Regions from separate parts of the Oryctolagus cuniculus genome. Here region 2 is linked to region 1. A link is a contact called in public Micro-C data. All regions are on one chromosome and are shown on one strand. The core of a region is the stretch at or near the end of the contact, and the rest is flanking DNA. Distances in the headings are between cores, read along the strand shown.

The links. A called contact is a pair of places that touch in the nucleus more often than the background predicts.
Region 2: a Micro-C map of ear pinna shows a contact between it and region 1, with 6 times the contacts expected there. The contact joins the promoter of RFLNB here to the promoter of TIMM22 in region 1. A contact is called at or near these places in 2 of 6 Hi-C or Micro-C datasets (ear pinna and an unstated tissue).

What each region holds. Positions count from the first base shown.
Region 1 is chr17:46,218,450-46,223,710 of mOryCun1.1, reverse strand. It overlaps TIMM22 (translocase of inner mitochondrial membrane 22), which reads left to right and starts at 2,753. Exons shown (of 4, transcript XM_002718896.5): 1 at 2,753-3,164; 2 at 4,794-4,990. The coding sequence starts at 2,927.
Region 2 is chr17:46,649,646-46,654,906 of mOryCun1.1, reverse strand. It overlaps RFLNB (refilin B), which reads right to left and starts at 2,189. Exons shown (of 3, transcript XM_051824574.2): 1 at 1,829-2,189. The coding sequence starts at 2,053.

The DNA of each region.
Region 1 (5,261 bases), core at 1,504-4,003:
TCGGATGACCACCCTCTAACAGGTGGCACGGATGAGCTGTTTACGCCGTCCCTTTCTCCACAAGGGCCTTGCTTTGACTGGGACTTGCCCGAGAGCCTGTCCCGACATCTTGCGTCCAGCTTGGGCTCTTGAGAGTTTGTCAAGGATCAGGGCTGGGACCCCTCATTTATCTGGAAGGCGAGGGTGGCTGGCAGAGTGCTGAGTTAGGGCCGCCTGGGAGAAGTGTTTGCTTCTTGCTTGCAAGAAAGGGCTAAGTGGGCTGTGTTGTGGTGCAGTGGGTTAAGCCGCCAACACCAGCAGCCCATACCAGAGCGCCAGTTCAAGTTTCTGGTTGCTCTGCTTCCAATCCAGCTTGCTGCACTGTGCCTGGGAAGGCAGCAAAAGATGGCCAAGTCCTTGGGACCCTGCACCCACATGGGAGACCTGGAAGGAGCTCCTGGCTCCCAGTTTCAGCGTGGCCTAACCCCTGTCATGATGGTCATTTGGGGAGTGAACCAGGAGATGGAAGATATCTCTGATTCTCCTTCTCTGTAACTCTGCCTTTCAAATAAGTATTCTGCTGTTCTCCCAGTTTATCAAGAGGGAGCTGGATCAGAGGTGGAGCACCCAGGACACGAATGGGTGCTCACACGGATGCTGGTACCACAGGCTGCAGCTTAACCTGCTGTGTCATGGCACCAGCCCCAATACATAAAGCTTCAGAAAGAAAGACAAAAGAAAGGTCTGGGCTAGAAATCGAGATTTAGGAGTCATGGGGTGGGTGTTTAGCACTTAAGACACTGATGTCCCATACTGGAATGCATGAGTTTGCTGGACTGAGTTCCTGCACCCTGGTTTCAGCTATTTCATTAATTCGGTGAGTAAACCAGCAATGAGGCTCTCTCCCCTCGACTTCCTCCCTCCCTCTCTCCCTTCCTTCCTCCCTCCCTCCCTTCCTTCCTTCCATCCTTCCTAGATTTACTTTATTTATTTGAAAGACAGAGTTACAGAGAGAGGTAGAGAGAGAGAGAGAACTTCCATCCGTGGGTTCACTCTCCAGATGGCCACAGTGGCCAGAGCTGTGCCAATCCGAAGCCAGGAGCCAGGAGCTTCCTCCAGGTCTCCCACGTGGGTACAGGGGCCCAAGGACTCGGGCCATCTTCTACTGCTTTCCCAGGCCATAGCACAGCGCTGGGATCAGAAGAGGAGCAGCCTAGAACCGGCAGCCATATAGGATACTGATGCTTCAGGCCAGGGCTTTACCCCACTGTGCCACAGCGCCGGCCCCAACCCCCAGCTTTCAAATAAAATAATGAGCTACATAATTTTTTTTTGACAGGCAGAGTGGACAGTGAGAGAGAGAGACAGAGAGAAAGGTCTTCCTTTGCTGTTGGTTCACCCTCCAATGGCTGCTGCAGCCGGCGCGCTGTGGCCAGCGCACCGCGCTGATCCGATGGCAGGAGCCAGGTACTTATCCTGGTCTCCCATGGGGTGCAGGGCCCAAGCACTTGGGCCATCTTCCACTGCACCCCCTGGCCACAGCAGAGAGCTGGCCTGGAAGAGGGGCAACCGGGACAGAATCCGGCACCCTGACCGGGACTAGAACCCGGTGTGCCGGCGCCACAAGGTGGAGGATTAGCCTAGTGAGCCACGGCACCGGCTGAGCTACATAAATTTTTAAAACGCAGGAGTCGATGAGGCACTGGGAGTAGCAGGGAAAGCTGTGAGTGTGGCCAGCCTGCCAGGCGGAGGGAGCTGCAGAGGAGCAAGTGCAGAGGCCGCGGCAAAACTGGGAGAGGGGGGCTCCCTGGAACTGGAGACTTCACAGGAGGGAGCAGTCAGCCAGGCCACAGGCAGCCGTGACGTCTAGCAGCGTGATGTGTGCGTGGCGCTGAACAATTGGGAAGTCACTAGGAACCTCAGAGTGAGGATGGCCTGGTGGGGGTACAACAGTGAATCTCACATCAGCTTAGAAAACTCTGGGTACGGGGCCAGCGCTGGGTGAGCAGGTTAAGCCACTGCTTGCAATGCCAGCATCCCATATGGGTGCCAGTTCGAGTCCTAGCTGCACTGCTTCCCAAACAGCTCCCTGCTAATGCGCCTGGGAAAAACATCAGAAGATGGCCCAAGGGCCTGGGCCCCTGCATCCACATGGGAGACCCGGATGAAGATCCTGGCTCCTGGCTTTGTTTTGCAAGCTGCAAAAACACGAGCATTAGTGCCCAGCTTGCCACAGGACACCAGCCCCGCGGGCAACAGCACCAAGCACGGCCTGGCTGGCCCTCCGTACTGGACCAGGGTCCGTCACTTCAGATCCCAGATCCTGACTTCTCTTAGCTGGGCTAGCATCACTCTTACTGCTCCGTTCTCTAATTACTGAACACATCGCTCCTTACATACGGTTATGCCATTCCTCCACGTTTAATCTGCAAAGCACTGCCCGTCACCAACATTTCACATCTTCAAGGTCCCAACGCGGACGCGGAGAGAGCTCGGCAGTGCGCACGCGCCCCCTGCCGGCCCCTGGCCGCACTGCAGCCCGCGGGGCGACGCCGCTCGCGTCCCGCCAGGCGAGAGCTCTGACGCGCTCCAGACCGGTTCGACCCGCGAGAGCACGCGCAAGGCCTTCTGGGAAATGTAGTTGCTGTTCGGGTTAGCGCTACCAATGCCGGCCCACACCACGCCGCAGCCCCAGAAGGATGAGGGCGCTTCCCTGTGACTGAAACGTGCCTGTCTGTGCCATTGATTGGGACTGCTTCAAAAGCTTGATTCGGCTTTCGGGAAACACGATAGCGCTCTGGCCAGGTACTCCCAGGCCGATGTCGTCTTCCGCAGCTTTCCCGCTGCGACGAATCTGCCGTTGAGATCCAGTCGCTCGCTTGGCAGGAAGTTTGTGGAATCTGCTGTGGGAAGAGCGACGCGGGGGCTTCCCGGGGCAGCTGCTGTCATGGCGGCGGCCGCCCCCAGCGCCGGGCGCTCAGCGCCCGCGGCCGCGGAGCCCGCCGAAGCCCCGCTGCAGTACAGCCTCCTCCTGCAGTACCTGGTGGGTGACAAGCGGCAGCCGCGGCTCCTGGAGCCCGGGAGCCTGGGCGGGATCCCGAGCCCGGCCAAGAGCGAGGAGCAGAAGATGATCGAGAGGGCGATGGAGAGCTGCGCCTTCAAGGCAGCGCTGGCCTGCGTGGGAGGTGAGGCGCGGCGCGGCGCGTGGGCCCGGGGAGGCGCGGCGAGGCGCGTGGGCCCCGGGGAGGCGGAGGGCTCGCGGGGCCGCGGTGCAGACGCGCGACCTCGGCTGCGTTCCCGTCGCGCCCCGGTGACCTCAGGCTCTGGCCCCGGGGTCAGCTTGGCCTTCGGAAATCCGAACGGGGAAGCAGGCCCTCTGAGGGAGGCGGCCAGGCCGTAGAATGGGTGACTTCGTTCATTCTTCATTCATTGCATCCTTAATTCAACAACTTGTTGCTGAGCAACTGGCCTGCGCCAGGCCGCGGAAACAGGGGGTGGGAGAGGCAGAGCCTTGGTCCGGTGGAGTTGAGGTTTTCCTGCTCAGAGGAGCAGGTGGACGGGGGGCTTGGCCGAGGAGCTGCCAGGAGGGAGCAGGCAGCGGTGGGCAGGGGCCGGAGGAGGCTGGCCCTGCCCTCTGGTTCTCTCTCTTTGACCTGTGGAGGCTATGAGGACGGCCCGAACACTTCACGGGCACGGGGTAGACTGGCCGCGTGTGTGCTGAGTTTAAGTCTCGCTGAGAACGAACGACCTGTAAGAAATGAGTGCTAGTGAGAAAAAGAGAGAGAGAAGAGGGATTCTGCTTTGGGGGGGTGGGGGGGTGGGAGGCCATAGCAGAGGTGAACCTCAGGGCTGAGAAAGGGGAAAGTGGAGGCGGAGATTTGAGCTCTGCGCCCACGCGCACAGGCCTTAGCGTGCTTACCGGTAAAACTTTGTTTTTTAGGAGAGTGCTGAAGGGCACCCGGGGTGGAGTGTGGGGAAGGAGGAGAGGCTGGGTGGGATGGCCGTGGAGACGGCTGAGACAAGCTCGAGACGGCTGAGACAAGCTCCCCTTGGCCTCCCCTGAGTCTCTGACGCTCCAGGGTGGGGGTGATGGAGACGCGGCTGTGGACGCAGATGGCCATGGTCGTGCTTGGAGAGCTAGGCTGAAAGGGTTTGCCATCTTCTGTAGCTGCCTGGTTGCAGGGGAACCGAGGAAGCAGGCAGAATTACTGCTGAGATACAGGGCTGTGGTGACAGTGAAGGAAAAGTCTAGGGGGGAGGTGGCCCTGGTATCCGTGAACTTGGGCTGCCTTTGAGGCCGTGAGGAGGCATCCATGGGCAGATGTCCAGGAGCCACAGGAGTGTCAGATGTGGGCAGCGGCGTGGCCCTGTGACCTTGGGGAAGTTCCTTAACCTTGCTGACCCTTGGTTTCCACATCTGTATAAAGGAAAGGGTGCTGGCATCCTCCTGGCGGGTGCTGGGAAGAGGGGGTGAGGCAGTGGCTGAAGCGCCTGGTGTCTGGCACTTGGGCATCCTAAATGACCTTATGGTCATGGGGCTCGGCCGTGGCAGAGGAGTGAGGGCATGTGTTTGAGAGAGTACGGAGAGAACAGAGGGCTAGAGACAGAATCTTCAGGCAGGTTAGGAAAGAAAAGGAGAGAGAAATCTAAGAGGATGGACCTTGTAATATGGAAACCCGGGTGAGTGGCAAGAGGGTGCGTTTCCTGCACTGGTGGCCATCCAGGTCACTGATGAGCGTGATCCCGAGGCGGCATTCCAGAAAAAACATCCGCAAAATGCCAAGAATATTCCCCATCTCTGTGTTTGCTTCCAGGATTTGTCTTGGGAGGCGCATTCGGGGTGTTTACTGCCGGCATTGATACCAACGTGGGCTTCGATCCCAAGGATCCGTACCGTACACCGACTGCAAAGGAGGTTCTTAAGGACATGGGACAAAGGGGGATGTCCTACGCCAAGAATTTCGCCATTGTGGGAGCCATGTTTTCGTGTACTGAGTGTTTGGTAGAATCTGTAAGTATCCGTGCCTTCTGAGAAACCCCTGCCGACTGCCATCTCACACTCTTAAAGAGAAACACTCTTAGCGCGGTTACTAGAAAGCTGGCCAGGGGCTGGGGTCTGACTCAGTGGCTGAGAGACCATGTGGGACGCCCACGTCCCCCTTCAGAGTGCTTGCGTCTGAATCCCAGCCCCGCTCCTATCCCAGTGTGCACCCTGGGAGACAGCAGGTGATGGCTCACGTAGCTGGGACCCTGCCACCCACATCAGAGATCCGGGATTGGGC
Region 2 (5,261 bases), core at 940-3,439, 430 kb before region 1:
ACTGGACAGGGAGCCAGGAGGTCTGGGTTCAAATCCCCGTCCTTGCCCCCTGCACTGTCAGAGGACACTGAGCCATGTTCAGGCCAGGGGCAGCCTGCAAAGCAGACCTGACCCGCAGAGCCCCCAACCACGCTCTCTCTGGGACACTCTGGAGAAGGCTCTGACAAAAATCACCACTGGGAGTTTTTCTCAGCTAAGGATTTGGTGCAACTTCCTGCGTTTCTGGGGCTGTGGGATCAGCACCCATCCCACAGCAGGAAGCCGGCAAGCGCAAGTTCATGGGTGAGGTGAACCCCAGGATGTTCTCCACTTTGCCCTTGGTTCTCCAGCCTGCACAAGCATCAGGGGCCCTGCTTCACGGTGACAGTGCCAGCCCCGATGTGACGGCCGGTCCCACCCGGCTACTGGGGTCAGAGCTTCTGCATTAAGTGCAAAGTCAGCAGCCCCTGCGCGCCCTCCTTGCGTAAGCACCTGTCATTCTCTGATCTGAGAAGGAAAAACACCTGGGCCCAGGTGTGGTGGCGGCAGCCCCTCCTCAACACCTTGCAGGCGGCCTGAGAGACCCCCTGCATGACAGGCCACGAGCAGGGGCAAACAGGGGCACAGGGGGCAATGCAAAAGCCCACAGAGACTTGGACAGGACCGGGCAGAGGGTCCTGAGCACTCGGCTTCCGGGTCTGGGTGGGGAGTGTCCTAAGTCCAGGCAGAGGTCACGGTCGAGGCGAGAATCAGCTTCTGGAAACAGCCTCTGACTGGGACAGTTGGGCCATGCTCTGGCCGCAGCCCCACACCCGGACAGCAGGGGGCACCTCCCAGGCAGCTCCCCGACACACACCCCACATCCTTCTCCCAGGTATCCACACCAGCACCGGGTTCTCTGCCCTTCTCTCCCCTTCCTGCCCATCAACAGACGCTCCCCGTGCACCCACCCTGCCCCAGGTGCACCTCGGGGAGGGGGTGGGGCAGCCGAGGTTATAACCCCCCAGCCCCAAGCACAAAGCGCCCCTGGCACGGCTCTGGGGAACATCGGGGAAGGTTTCCCAGAGGAGGTGACCCGGGCTGGGCACTGAAGGGCCAGCAAGACCTTGCTGGAAGAGGTAATAGACCTTGTGAATGTCAGGGGGGAGGGGAGGGGAGGGGAGGGGAGGGGAGGGGAGCAGGCCAGCCTGCAGCAAGGCTGCAAACCCCGGAGGCTCCCCTGGAGGCAGGGGCAGTGCAGGTCCTTAAGGGGCCACCACGACTTCAGCCCCGGGGCAGAGGGCAGTAAACTGTGGTGGAGATTTTTTCGTTGAGTAAAAAAAAAAAAAAGTAAAGTAAAGTAAAAGGCTTAATACTGAAAAGGCCTCAGCCACCTGCGACACACGGGACACTCGGGCGCTCTCGGGACAGGGGCCGCCGCCAGGAAGTCAAGGCTAGGGAGTGACCGAAAGCAGGGCGCGCTTGCTCTCAGAATCGGGGAGCCCGGGGCACAGCGGAGTGGGCTCACGGGCCTCGGAAGGCAGGCTGGGGTCCCGTGCCAGGTCCCGGGGGCCCCGCCCGCCCGCCCGACCCGGGAGCGAACGTGGCTGAGCCGCAGCCTGGCGGCCACCGGGGGCGGCCACCCGAGGGAGGGGACAGCGGCGCGCCTCTCCCGGCCCCCGCGCGCCTCCCAGGCGACGACAACTTTCCAGCCTCCGACTCCAGCTGGCCAGTATCGCGCTGCTCCCGCCCGGGCTCCCGGCGACAGCCACGCCGACGGCGCGTCCCAGGCAGGGCGACACGGCCTGCCGGGGTGGGGTGGGGGGACGGGCGCGCTGGGGAGGGAAGGAGTCAGATCTGGGCCACTCACCGGGGCCGCGGGGGTCGCCGCCGCGTCGGGCTCCAGCGCCCCCGGAGCCGGCGCGCGCTCCCCGCCGCCGCCGCCCGCGCCGCCGCCCGCAGACGCCGCGAGCCCCCAGTGGCTGGGGCTGGGGCTGGGGGGCAGCCCCGAGTCCGGGCTGTCCAGGACGCCGTCGCCCTTCTTCTTGGCGTCCACGAGCTCGGGCACATCCTGCAGGCTCAGCCGGCCCACCATGGCTGGGCGCGGGGTCGCGGGCGAGCGAGGGCCGCGAGGGGCGCAGACGCGGGCCGGGGCCGCTGCCCGCCCGGCCGCCCTCCCTGCCCGGCCGCCCGCGCGCGCCGTCCGGGTCTCGCCGGCGGCCGCGCTCCGGGGCCCGCCCTCCGCCCCGCCCCGGCCCGCCGCGCCCGGGCCGGCCCAGCCCTCACAGGCCCCGCCGCGAGGACCGGCGCCAGGGGCCGCTGCGCTCCCGCCGTGCGCCGCCCGCGCCGAGCTCCGCCGGGCCGCCGAGCCCGCCCCCGGCTGCTGCCCACCGGCGCTGCAGGGGGCGCCGGGCGGGCGGGAGAGGCACCCCCAGCGCCGTCGACCCCCACCAGGCTACAGGTGGGCGCGGGTACCTTCCCCCACCCACTCGCCCACCCCCGCGCCAAAGCCCTGTGCCCGCGGGCTGGGAGGCGCTCGCCCCGGGCTCTCCAGAACTGGCGGTCGGGGGCAGCCGGCGGAGAGCCGGCCACAGCGAGCTCACAACTGGAAATTATTAATAGTTAATGTGCGTCGGATGGCTCCGGCCACTGCCGACGCTCACGGCGGCCCGGAGGAAAGAGGGCCCACCGCGGGGCTCCCGGGGGCCCTGGTTTCGGTGGGGGCCCACTCGGCAGGGGAGACGGTGACGTGGATGAGCTCAGCCGGCTGCCCGGGCGCCGCCTCGGGGGCCAGGGCCCCGCAGTGGGGGGAGGCAGCTTCCCCGCCGCCGCCACGGGAGCTGTGGGCTGCGCGCCCCCGGGGAACCCCGCACTGAGCAGACCCAGACGTCTGCCCTGGCCTCTGGCTTCGCAGAGAAGCCCCGTTGCGGGCAGGACCTGGTTTCAGGGGGTCTGGACTGACCCCAGAGCCAGCACCTTTCCCGGGATCCGCCTGACCCGCATGCACAGGGGGCACCCCTCAGCCCTAGGGGTTCTGGTGGAGTTCAACCAAGAGCCTGGAGATTGGGGCCTACGGTGTGGCGTAGCAGGTAAAGCTGCCGCCTGCAGTGCTGGCATCCTATATGAGTCCCAGTGGCTCCACTTCTGAGCCAGCTTTTTGCAATGGTGTGGGCCCCTGTACCCACGTGGGGGACCCGGAAGAAGCTCCTGGCTCCGGGCTTCGGATCAGCCCAGCTCCAGCAGTGGCAGCTATTTGGGGGAGTGAACCACCAGATGGATGATCTTTCTGTTTCTCCCTTTCTGTCTGTAACTGTCTCCATTTTGACCTGTGTCACCTGGGAGACCATTGGTTTCCCTGCACAGACGGGGGTCTGCTGAGCCCAGTGGACAGCAGATGTCACAGGCAGCTGGCAAGGAGGCAGATGATCAGCCCCTGGGCGAGGTCCACCCTGGAGGCCCCCTGCCTGGGAGCCAGGGGCTGATTCTTCCAACCCTCCCCAAATGCACAAAAAAGAGCCTTCCCGAGTCCCCAGAAAATAAAGGCCGGAAGGGATTTTTGCAAGGAGGCCTCACATCAGCAACTTGCGCTCCTGGCTCCACTCAGAGAGTCAGGTGGACCAGAACTTGCGGGCCGGGAAGAGCCCTCGCTGTGGTCAACCCTAGGGAACCAGCTGCTCTGAGCTGCCACCCCTGAGGGGCGGCCTCTAGGATCCCACAGTGCACAGCCTGTGGCGGCTGCCTGGGAAGGAAGGAGGGTGGGAGCCCTTGGGGCAGCCACTGTGCTCCACGTGGTGACCTTGGGCTGAGTGTGTCCTTCCCTCAGCCCCAGGCCTCCAGGGCACTCCTCTTGCAGCCCTAATTCAAAGCAGAACGTGCAGTGCATGCAGGCTGGGGGCGGCTGTGGTTTGCAGCTTCCTACTGCTGGGAACTCCTCGTGCTCGCTGGAGACATAAAAGGCGTTGTTTTGCAGTCTTGGGTCTTTACTGCAAGTGAGCTGGGGTTTGGGGAGAACTGAGGATGAGAGGGGAAGGCTCACCCACCACTTGCCAAGCTCCCACCTGGAACCTGGCTGCTGCTGGCCCCGCGCGATTGCAAGACCCCCAACCCCAGATGGAGAGTTCCAGAGATCTGAGAAGGCGTCTGTCTTGTGCCCTGTGCACAGGAACAAATCTGCTCACACAGAGGCCTCTGACCCATTTGCTTTGCTTTTTTCCAATCCCACTGTCCCAGCCTCAATAAGGCCCAGCTGTGCAATGCTCTCCCGGCCCCCCGGCCCCCGCTAGGGCCTCTCACTGGTCACCAGCCGGTGGTCCAGCGGCTTCACCGGCCACCCGGGATGGGTGCCATGTCTGCCAAAGCTCCAGACACGGCTGCGGGTGTTGCGGCTGGTGGGAGGGCCCGGGCCCCTCCTGCTGGTTTCCTGGATGCCTGCCCTGCTCCAGGAGTCAGACTTGAACCCTGCAGGGCAAGACCAATAATCAGATCTTCATAACACTAATACGACCTTGCAATTCCAAACCCCTCTTCCTCTCCTGCTCCAGATCTACCCTCCTGGCTCCTTTTCTTAAGGTTTCTGCTCAAGGCTCCTGGGTCCTACAGGCCAAGAGGCTGTCTGAACTTGGGGACAGCAGGACAGTCCCCCTCAGCCCCAGCTGGGACCCCTGCTGCCCGCCCTGCTCGCTCGCCCCTCTATGCACCTTTCTTTTTCTTTCTTTCTTTCTTTTTTTTTTTTTTTTTTTTGGACAGGCAGAGTGGACAGTGAGAGAGAGAGACAAAAAGAAAGGTCTTCCTTACGTTGGTTCACCCTCAATGGCCACTGCGGCCAGCGTGCTGCGGTCAGCACATAGCGCTGATCTGAAGGCAGGAGCCAGGTGCTTCTCCTGGTCTCCCATGGGGTGCAGGGCCCAAGCACTTGGGCCATCCTCCACTGCACTCCCTGGCCACAGCAGAGAGCTGGCCTGGAAGAGGGGCAACCGGGACAGAATCCGGTGCCCCAACCGGGACTAGAACCCGGTGTGCCGGTGCCGCAAGGGGGAGGATTAGCCTAGTGAGCCGCGGCGCCGGCTGCACCTGCTTTCAAAGATGCTGCTGCTTCCCAGGTTGTCAGCTAAGGGACATCCTCAGCATTGAGGATGCTCATGCCTGGCGGGCTTCTGGGGCCAGATCTGTCAGGGAGAGCATCTGAGAAGGGGCCTTTTGCTGTGAGCAGGCTGTTAGAAGTTTCTAGAAAATCAGGCCTTCTCAGCAGGACAGGTGATAAGCGAGACATCAACATATGCTAGCCACCTGCCCCTTTGTGCCCT